Linked DNA regions of Mus musculus: all the other regions are linked to region 1. Evidence: chromatin contacts called from public HiChIP or PLAC-seq and promoter capture Hi-C data. All regions are on one chromosome and are shown on one strand. Each heading gives the region's core, a stretch centred on a gene start, on an enhancer-like site or on the middle of the called end of the contact. The rest is flanking DNA. Distances are from core to core; before and after follow the strand shown. Region 1 holds the start of H2aj (H2J.A histone). Region 2 overlaps Gm36897 (predicted gene, 36897). Region 3 has its middle 16 kb from the start of E330021D16Rik.

Region 1 (3,049 bases), core at 339-2,838:
CCCAGAGTGAAACCTCCGTAGCATGGGATGTTTTGTGGCTCCTGCTAACAGAATGATGGTTACTGAGTGAGCAGGAAACGGAATGACCAAGGCAAGAATCGCATTTCCAGGGCCCTGGGGTTTGGCTCTCCGCGTTACGTTAACTCACACGACCCTTTCCTTCCTTGAGGCGCCATCACCCAACTCAACAGTTACGGAAAAGAAGAAACCTGATCCCAGGAAAGCTAACAGTCACCCCTAAAAAAAAAAAAAAAAAATCGGTTTTGCTTTTAAGTAAAATCAGGCTGATTCTCAGAATCAGTGCTGGATAAGAGGCTGCCATGCAGCTAAAACTCGAGGGGAGACAGAAACATATTTTGAGACACGGTCTAATGTAGTTCAGAAACGGCCACAAACTCGCTATCTAGCCACGAAAGGCGTTCTACTTCCCAAATGCAGGGATGAGGGGTAACACCACCGCAAGCACCAAGAGAAGATCATTTTAGGAGCTGCTAAACATACACTACTTAAGACCGAGGGCCCCGCTGTTACGCAACACCATCCAGAGCGCAAACTTCGTGACTCACTTCCGTATTGCACAAGTTACTTCATTATAAAGAATATTGAACACAAGTGTGCAATGTGAAGATGGCTGGCATTCAGATCACGAATACGTAACATCTATTAGCTTAAATACTACCATAAATAACTAGCACCCACCAAGGATCCCAAGTTCCTGTCTTTTCCAAATGGCTAGGGTACATATAGCTCAACCTTCCTATGTATGACAAGCGAGGCAACTTCTTGTTCACAGCTCGCAACACCTTCCCTACCACTTTTCCCTAAGACTGGGGAGTTAGGCAAAGCCAATTCCAGAGTAGCCTCTGGGCACTAGGTCCGCTTCTCCTGCCCACGGTGATGCGACGGGGCTCTCCCAATCCACCCGCTGGGTTCCTCCGGCTCGCACATGGCCACACAGGTGGCCTGCGTCACGCTCAAAGTTGGAACTCGTCCCCACCCAACACCCCCTCGGTCCCGCGACTACACAGCTCTCTAGATTACTCGCTTTTCACCGACTTTATTGGCTGCGGACTGTGGCGGGCGGGCTCTGCACCCGTCTGTCGGGTTCACTTGCTCTTCACCTTCTGGCTCTCCGTCTTCTTGGGCAGCAGCACGGCCTGGATATTGGGCAGGACGCCGCCCTGCGCGATGGTCACACGGCCCAGCAGCTTGTTGAGCTCCTCGTCGTTGCGGATGGCCAGCTGCAGGTGACGAGGGATGATGCGCGTCTTCTTGTTGTCCCTCGCCGCGTTGCCCGCCAGCTCCAGGATCTCGGCCGTCAGGTACTCCAGCACCGCCGCCAGGTACACGGGCGCTCCCGCGCCCACGCGCTCCGCGTAGTTGCCCTTCCGCAGCAGCCGGTGAACGCGGCCCACGGGGAACTGCAGGCCCGCGCGCGACGAGCGCGACTTGGCCTTGGCGCGCACCTTACCGCCCTGCTTGCCTCGCCCGGACATGCTCGACCCCGCGCCTGGAACTCCAACACCGGCTCGCTCAGTTCCGGGACGACGCGCGCCACCCCGGAACTGCCTCGCCAAACTGCAGCCGCTGCCGCCCGTGACAGGCAGGTACCGTACCCAATCAGCTCGCGGAAGCAGAGCCCCCGCCCATCCAGATGTCTCCCAATCAAAAGCTCAAATTTCTAGTCCTAATTTACATAGTTCACAGGCATCCTCAAACTTGTTGGGATTGGCTGCCAGGATGTAGTTAACTGGGTGGTTCGAGTCTGCAATCCCAGCACTAGGGTAGCCGATACAAGATTGCCCGGAGCCTAAGGTCAGCTGTAGATATTCCAAGATCCATACCAGCCTAATAAGGAAGGAACGGAGGGAGGGCAGCGAAAACGGGGAGTTAAGCAAAGCCATACTTGGTTCAAATCAGTAATCCTAGCTTTTGGAGGGAGAAAGAGCTGAAGTAGGAGGATTACCAATACAAAGACAGCCTGGGCTACTTTGTGCGTTATAGACCAAGCTAGGAAGTGAGACCTTATCTCAAAAAATAAAAATGATGGTGTTGGCATTTCTTCTAGGCTCCGCCCCACAGTTACCTGGCAGCAGCCAGGTGTGCCTGACCCACTGTAAAAGAAGCTGCTTGCCCCCCCCCACACACACACCCACACTTTTCTCTTGCTTTCTTACTCTCTTAGCCCTCTGTCCCTTCTCTCCCATTCCCCTACCCCTCTCTCCACGTGTTCATGGCCGGCCTCCACCCGCACACCCCCTCGGCCTTTTCTCTCTCTCTCTCTCTCTCTCGCTCTCGCTCTCGCTCTCGCTCTCTCTCTCTCTCTCGCTCTCGCTACTACCCCCTCAACTCACCTCATGCCCTAAATAAACTACTATACCGTCCTGTGGCTGGTACCTCAGCATGGGCCGCACCCCCTCTACCCCCTACGTGCACAATAACGCTCCTCCACCAAACGTCCCCGGCTTTTTTTTTTTTTTTTTAAATAAAATACAACAGTAAGCAGACTATGGTGTTCAGTGCCTATAAACCCAGCTGATGCAGGAGTATGGAGAACTTGAATTGAGCCTGGCCTAAGAGAGAAACTACCTGGAAACAATCAAAAACCGGAAGCCCAGAGAAGAGCACCTCTGTTCCCTCATACCATACTCATGGAAATTAGTCTCCAGTATAGCCAGGGGCGACTTTCAAATCTGACTATCTGACTCCAGGGTCTGTGCTTGTGAGTGCCACAGCAATTCCGGCTCAGCCATAGCTCCTTGGCTGAATTCTGCCCTCCTAGAACGAGCTTTCGTCATCTGCTCCTTGACACACCCACCTGGAGAGCTAGCTGCAAAAGAAGCTTTGTAGGTTTTCTATTTGTTTTAGTTTTTGAGACTTTTCTTCCTGTAGCCCTGGCAGCCGTGGAACTCACTATAAAAACCAGGCTGGCCTTCAACTCAGAGATCTGCCTGCCTCCCTAATGCTGGGATTAAAGTTGTGTGCAGCCACCAGCCTGGGACAAAAGCTGGTTCTTTGGCCTGTCCTACCTATACCACATGAGGCTGGT
Region 2 (3,057 bases), core at 157-2,656, 340 kb after region 1:
GTTAAAAGAACGGATTTTGGAGCCAATATCTTTCTCTGACAGGTTTTATAGATCAGTAACACTACCTGATCCTTTCGAACTTTATTTTTCTCATCTCTAAAATGGGAACAGCAATGCCGTTCGCTCTCAGGGATGTACAGTGGCTAGGCTCATGTAAGATATGAAATGCATGGTACTGTGTGGGGCTTCTAATGATTTCTCCTGCTAATCTCTTTTGTGGGTTACTACATCGTCACATAAAAGTGCTGCTCTCCGTAAAGTCAGCCACCTCTTTGCCAAGCAACAACCATACAAACAAATAGGGTCCATACCGGCGCACTTGATACTGCCATTTCTATGTAAGGACTTAGTCAATACTTGTGCAATAAGCAACAGATAGAGAATGCCTGCCAGTAACAAGCGTCCCCTGCTTCAAAGGTCACACATAAATAATGCAAAGTAGGCTGGGTTCCAACCGTCTCTCCAGATGTCTAAGAGTAACAGAAGGAATGGCATGTCGACATTTCAGCCCTGGGTCTCCCAGTCTTCTCCCTCAACGTCTCAACACCCACAGACACACCAAAGGAACTCCCCTCCCCCATTCCCAGAGCAGACTGGCTTCTAAGACTCCAGGTGCTCCCTTGCTGACCCTGAAAGATTCCAACCATTTGGGGACATTCAAGAGGAGAGGTTCCACACTCCTCCTCCTCCTTTCCAAACGAGACTGACCTGGGCTTTGTCTAGGTTCTAGAACTCCTCAAAGTCCTGGGAGATTTTTAAGGTGGAGGGGTGGTAGCTGTCTGGGAATCCTCTGACCCCTGTGTGGCCTTAGGAAGTGCACACTGGACGACATCCGGTTCAACTGGGTGGCAGCTGCTCCTGGAGTCGCTCACCCTGGGGGCTGCTGGACAACCAGCTGGGGGAGGGGAGCCGGTCAAAGACTTAACCATCATTCCAGTGTCGTCTGAGATTGCTGTTGCTTTGAGTTGAGGTGTGTACAGCATGTGTGTATTTGGGGACACAGAAGGAGAGCACTTTGGCCCAACTGGGCACATGCATTGTCAACGCCTGGGGCAGAAGATGTTGTCATCCAATTGTTAGCCGGGTGTACCATAGGCATGGGGGGGTTGTGTGTTTTGTGCTTTGCAAAGATATGCAAACATAGGTGTTGGAAAATGGTGTGAACTGCATGCAGGGTGTGAAGTGCTCCTCTCAGTGTTTCAGACCCTCCTACCTCCCTCCCCGCCCCCACTCTCCAGCACAGGCAATAAACCAGGCCGCAAAGTCCTCCCCTCCCCCCAAGGCCTTGGCCAGCTCTCTGAAAACTGATATCCTGGGGCCCTTTTTCCCTCACCAGCTACAGTCAGAAGCAGCAGGAGGGAAAATGTGGACCGGATCTCAACAGAGAGTCCCGACTCTGAACTTTCTCTGCGATGATATGCAACCGATCCGGCACCAGGCCTGGTATTTCATCTGACTTTGCCACCCCAGGAACTGGGTTTAGGTTCCAGCAAGTCCCCGTCCAGTTCAGGTCTGTCTGTAAAATCCATGCTAGATTTTCCATTTCACCCTAGTGAAGTCTCAGCCTGTGGCTGTTGTTCTCAATCCAGCTCAGAAACTGGCTCAAACCGCCCTGAACTGGATTTGGTGGCTGTTGAGACACAGTTTCTGCCTCTTTGTTAGGGCGGAACCGCCCCATTCTCTACACCTCCCGCCCTCCCTCAATCCAGTGTCCTACAACAATCTCCCACCCACCCCACCCCCATTCCCTTTTTCTTAAAAAACAAAACAAACAACCCCCCCAAAACAAAACAAAACAAAAAAACTATGAAGTAGATTAAATTAAATTCTTTTTTTTTTAATGGATCTAGGTTGTAAGCCTTTTGGCTTTATGATATTAGTTATTTCTGAGTTGTTATCTTATCAGTTAACATGGTGCGCTTCAAATGATGCTCAGACAGGCCCAGAAACAACTACATTTCTCATCACTGACTTAAGGTTTTGGGTAGAGTTCATTGCTCATTTCCATTTCATTAACTGTAAGGTAAAAGAATTTGATAATTTTTATTACCATTCAGAGCTGGGGAACAGTATCTGTGCTCACTGCCTTCCGCAACTGTAGACGTGCCAGAGGAAGAACTGAAGGACGCAGATGGGTTTGTTTTTCCAGTTGTAACTTTACCCCTGGATCAGATGGTGTGAACTGTAAGATACAGGAGGCTGACTGGGGGTTGCCGGGTGAGGGAAGAGCAGGATTCTTCCCAGAATGTGGGTAGGGGCAAAGTGGGGATGTGACAGATTCAGGTCAAAACACTGCTGAGAGATTTGTGAATTTTAGCTATATCACACGCAGGCGTTTCTTATGTCTGGGATTAGACAGGCATGTAGCATGATGCTGAAGTGAAATTCCCCCAGGTTTGTCCACTTGAAAATGCCCAGTAGTCGTATGTTTATGCTATTATCTCAATAAAAAGATCGTCTCGATTTCTCTCATTCTTTTTTCTTTGACAAGAATTTCTTATTTCGAGTTTTTTTGAGAACTCCGGAAGAGACACTAGAAAAAGCAACCATGATCTGGGTGTGGCTCCATGTTGTGTCTGACGGCTCCCTCGTCGCCCTCTGCTGGCCAGTTCAGGTAGTGTGTGAAGCTGTCAGAAAGCTGCTGAGCAGTTTCTTGTCCAAACCCAAAATGCCTGGCCGCCTAGCTGAGGATGCTTCATTCTGCCTGTTTCATATGCATCTCTTCTTATTCCTATGCATGGCATTTGAAATGCTTCTATAATAGTTCATGGGATTAACTATAAATTAATTAGTTAAAGTTTAGCCCTAAATCCGGAGTCAAGGGCTGGGAACAGCCTTTTTTCTCCTGTGTTAAGAACCAGAGTCGCGAAGGTGGTGAGTGGCAGCAACCCTCAGGAGGTGGGTGTGTTGATCAGGAGTTCAAGGTTATGTAAGCAGTTTGAGGCCGGTCTGAGGTACATGAAACCCTGCATTTTGCAAAACAAAACCCAAAGTTGTTTATTTAAGTAATTTCAGTGGAGCATAAAGTTCTGGGAAAAGGCCAATTGTAGCAGGCAA
Region 3 (3,010 bases), core at 490-2,989, 380 kb after region 1:
GCCTCCCAAATGCTGGGAAAAGGCGTGCGCCACCACGTCCGGCTTCCTCTTATTTTAAAGAGTTATTTATTTTTATTTTATGTGTACGGGTGTTTTGCCTGAATGTGTCCGTGTACCACAGACAAGCGGTGTCCAAAGAGGGTGGAAGGGGACATTGGATCCTCTGAAAGTTACAGATGGTGTGAGCCACTACCTGTGTGCTAGGAACCTAGCCTGGGTTCTCTGCCAGAGCAGCCAGGGCTCTTAAATACTGAAACATCCCTTCAGTCTCATGCACTTTTGGATTTTAGCTAAATTAAATATCAGCCCTGATAAAGACACTGCAAAAGTCAACTCCAGTATGGAAATTAAATAAATTACTAGTAAATATAATCAACTAGTTCATAATTAGGTATCCATAATAAAGATTTGCTAAGTTTTAAGACTTGTTATTGAATTCAAGGACAGTTCAAGAGCAGAACTATCAAGATAGTCATTAATAAATTTTTTAAAAGTCAGCTGTTTTGAAGAAATAGTTGATAGGTTTTAGTAATCATTTCCAATAAAACACTGGAGTAATTAAGATTTTTGATTATATTAGAATTAACTCGTCCTTATCAAGATGCCATAGACTAATTGGACATATAATCCAGGGTCAGAGAAGAAGTTTGCAATGTGAAAAATATTTTTTTTCATACCTAAGATTTAAAAGCACACACACAAGTCAGTATATTAAGAAAGAAAGAAAGAAAGAAAGAAAGAAAGAAAGAGAGAGAGAGAGAAAGGAAGAAAGAAAGGAAAAGAAAAGAAAAGAAAAGAATTGAACAGGTTGTAGGGGGTGCCAGCCAGCCCTAACCTGATAGCACTGTATTATTGCCCACTCTAGTGACACTTACTCTCGAGTGCTCGGACCCGTATAATAATTTATAATTAATTCCCTTGTGATGGCTAAAGAAACTTACTGTGGTACCAGGCATCCCGAGGGCCGTTGACCCTTGCTCTGGAATTCCTGAGATTGGAGAGGCCTGCAGGAGAGATAAGAACGGGCAGAGGTGCTCCTGTGGGGAGGATGGAGCTGCTGGCTTTCTGTGTTTGTGAACTCACTAGCTCTGAGAACGGGATGAAGTGGTCTCTTTTAAATTTCTGTACATTGGGAAAGAAAAACAAACTGAGAGGAATGATATTTATTTTGTACCCAGATCCCAATTGCTCGGTTTTTACTAACGAAGACTCCCGAGCCAGATGCTGAGGTGAAAGCTTGCTGGCTCAGAGGCACGGAAAGCCCCCAGGAAAGCCCCCAGTGGGCCCTCCTCCTCAGCAGGTGACCCACTGGAAATGCGCCCTCGCACCGGGTCTCAAACAACCTCCTTCCAACAGAACATCTCTCCTGTCTACTTCCTGTGCATCTCTATCCGTCCTCCTTACTATATATATATATATTTTTTTTTTCTTAATTAGCCTATGTCTACTTCCTATTACCTGGCCTAGACTTTCCAGAAATTTATTTAGCATAAACTTTAATTACAGGGAGGGATGGCTCCACTCTTGGGCTTGGATACAATGCTATACAGGGTATTAGAGGGTTTGACTGCCTGCATGGCTGGCAAGCAGCCAGATGGTACAACAGACACAGAAACTCAAGTTTATGGGGTGAAAAGGGAGAGGGGAAGGGAGATAAGAACCCTTCTCCATTCCTTGGGTTCTGCTAGGGCACCATTTCCTCTTAAAATACTTGTTGCTCAAGGTTTGCCTTCTGTCACCCATCTTTTTGTGGTTTTTGATGCAGGGGCCAGCATGCTGCAGTGTGGCCTTGTGTGCGTTTTGTATCTTCTTACTCAAGCTGCTGGCTGCCCCAGGCTTATGCCTCCTAAACCAAACGTCAAGAACTTAATCTTTGCTTCAGGCTCAGTATATTTATTTATTTTTTTAGAGGATTCATACTAAGGTAGTTATGATTTTGCCATAGAGTGAACCTTTCACATTTGACAAAGGAGGAATCTGTTAGAACCTTCATCGTAGCCTTTGTGTAAAGAGTGAAGAATTATAAACTGTTCGGCATTACTGTGTTTGGTTTTTATACACAGATAACATAGCTCTTGAAAACAGAAAACAAAGGCCTGGAGCTGAAAGGAAATAAAACTGTAATTCATGTAATGTATGTCAAATAGCCCAAAGAGTTGTTTGTGAGCTTTGAAACCTGGGGCTGAGAACATAGCAGAACAGACCAGGACATGCCTGGGCAGGCCCATCGCCTCCCTATCTCCCACCCCTCTGACCTAAGTTAAATGTTACAGGCTGCTGATGTTTAAATGGACCAATCATGTGAAACCGCGCCAATTCCTCCCCCAGCCCCACTCCTTTTCTATAAAAACCCCTAGCTTCCAAGCCTCGTGGTCGAATCCACTGTCTCCTGTTGTGTGAGATACGTTTCGACCCGGAGCTCCGCCATTAAAATACCTCTTGTTGTTACATCAAGGTGTTGTGTTCTATTCGTGATTCTTGGGTGCACGCCGAATCGGGAGCTGAGTGGGGGTTTCCCCACTGAGTTCTTTCAGAGCCAAATATGTAACAAAAAAAAAGTGTTTTTTGTTTTTGTTTTTAAGTAAACGTTGAAATGTCAGAAACCCCATATTGCACGATGATTTAGTAAAGCTTTCTTTCTTTCTTCCTTCCTTCCTTCCTTCCTTCCTTCCTTCCTTCCTTCCTTCCTTCCTTCCTTCCTTCCTTCCTTCCTTTCTTTCTTTCTTTCTTTCTTTCTTTCTTTCTTTCTTTCTTTCTTTCTTTCTTTCTTTCTTTCTTTCTTTTTGGTTTTTCGAGACAGGGTTTCTCTGTGTAGCTCTGGCTGTCCTGGAACTCACTCTGTAGACCAGGCTGGCATCGAACTCAGAAATCTGCCTTCCTCTGCCTCCCAAGTGCTGGGATTAAAGGCTTGCGCCACCATGCCCGGCTATTTTCTTTATTCTGTTAGATAAAAGTTTTTTTTTTTTTAAAAAAGATTTGCTTTACGTAGGTTGGTGTCTCTGTGTAACTT

Evidence for each region. Promoter capture Hi-C pulls out the DNA fragments that hold promoters and counts their contacts. HiChIP or PLAC-seq counts read pairs in DNA pulled down with a chosen protein or histone mark.
Region 2: a promoter capture Hi-C map of hematopoietic stem and progenitor cells shows a contact between it and region 1. The contact joins the enhancer-like site here to the promoter of H2aj in region 1. A contact is called at or near these places in 10 of 39 promoter capture datasets (the 3T3-L1 cell line, the HPC-7 cell line, cranial neural crest and 7 more), 24 of 484 Hi-C or Micro-C datasets (B cells, the G1E-ER4 cell line, the HL-1 cell line and 16 more), 15 of 115 datasets of contacts at active chromatin or transcription factors (the SCID.adh cell line, double positive thymocytes, effector CD8 T cells and 10 more) and 2 of 9 other capture datasets (adipose tissue and liver).
Region 3: a contact with region 1 is called in an H3K4me3 HiChIP or PLAC-seq map of the SCID.adh cell line, with 5 times the contacts expected there. The contact joins the enhancer-like site here to the promoter of H2aj in region 1. A contact is called at or near these places in 15 of 39 promoter capture datasets (the 3T3-L1 cell line, 3T3-L1-derived adipocytes, the C10 cell line and 7 more), 9 of 484 Hi-C or Micro-C datasets (CD4 T cells, CD8 T cells, adipose-derived mesenchymal stem cells and 5 more), 22 of 115 datasets of contacts at active chromatin or transcription factors (the 230-238 cell line, the HPC-7 cell line, the NIH/3T3 cell line and 16 more) and 3 of 9 other capture datasets (adipose tissue, liver and macrophages).

Annotation. Positions count from the first base shown.
Region 1 is chr6:136,806,787-136,809,835 of GRCm38.p6, reverse strand. H2aj (H2J.A histone) reads right to left here and starts at 1,588. Exons shown (of 1, transcript NM_177688.4): 1 at 1-1,588. The coding sequence starts at 1,496. The coding sequence ends at 1,107.
Region 2 is chr6:136,467,055-136,470,111 of GRCm38.p6, reverse strand. All of the region lies in intron 1 of Gm36897 (predicted gene, 36897), which reads right to left. Among named protein-coding and RNA genes, the nearest start is that of Gm36897, 4.9 kb to the right of the region's middle. Within about 2 kb of position 1,406, at least 387 of the 459 cell types and tissues checked have an H3K27ac peak or open chromatin away from gene starts, as enhancers often do. A contact at or near this core is called in B cells, the G1E-ER4 cell line, the HL-1 cell line and 31 more, where this site is marked.
Region 3 is chr6:136,430,045-136,433,054 of GRCm38.p6, reverse strand. No RefSeq gene overlaps it. Among named protein-coding and RNA genes, the nearest start is that of E330021D16Rik, 16 kb to the right of the region's middle. Within about 2 kb of position 1,739, at least 34 of the 459 cell types and tissues checked have an H3K27ac peak or open chromatin away from gene starts, as enhancers often do. A contact at or near this core is called in CD8 T cells, the HPC-7 cell line and the SCID.adh cell line, where this site is marked.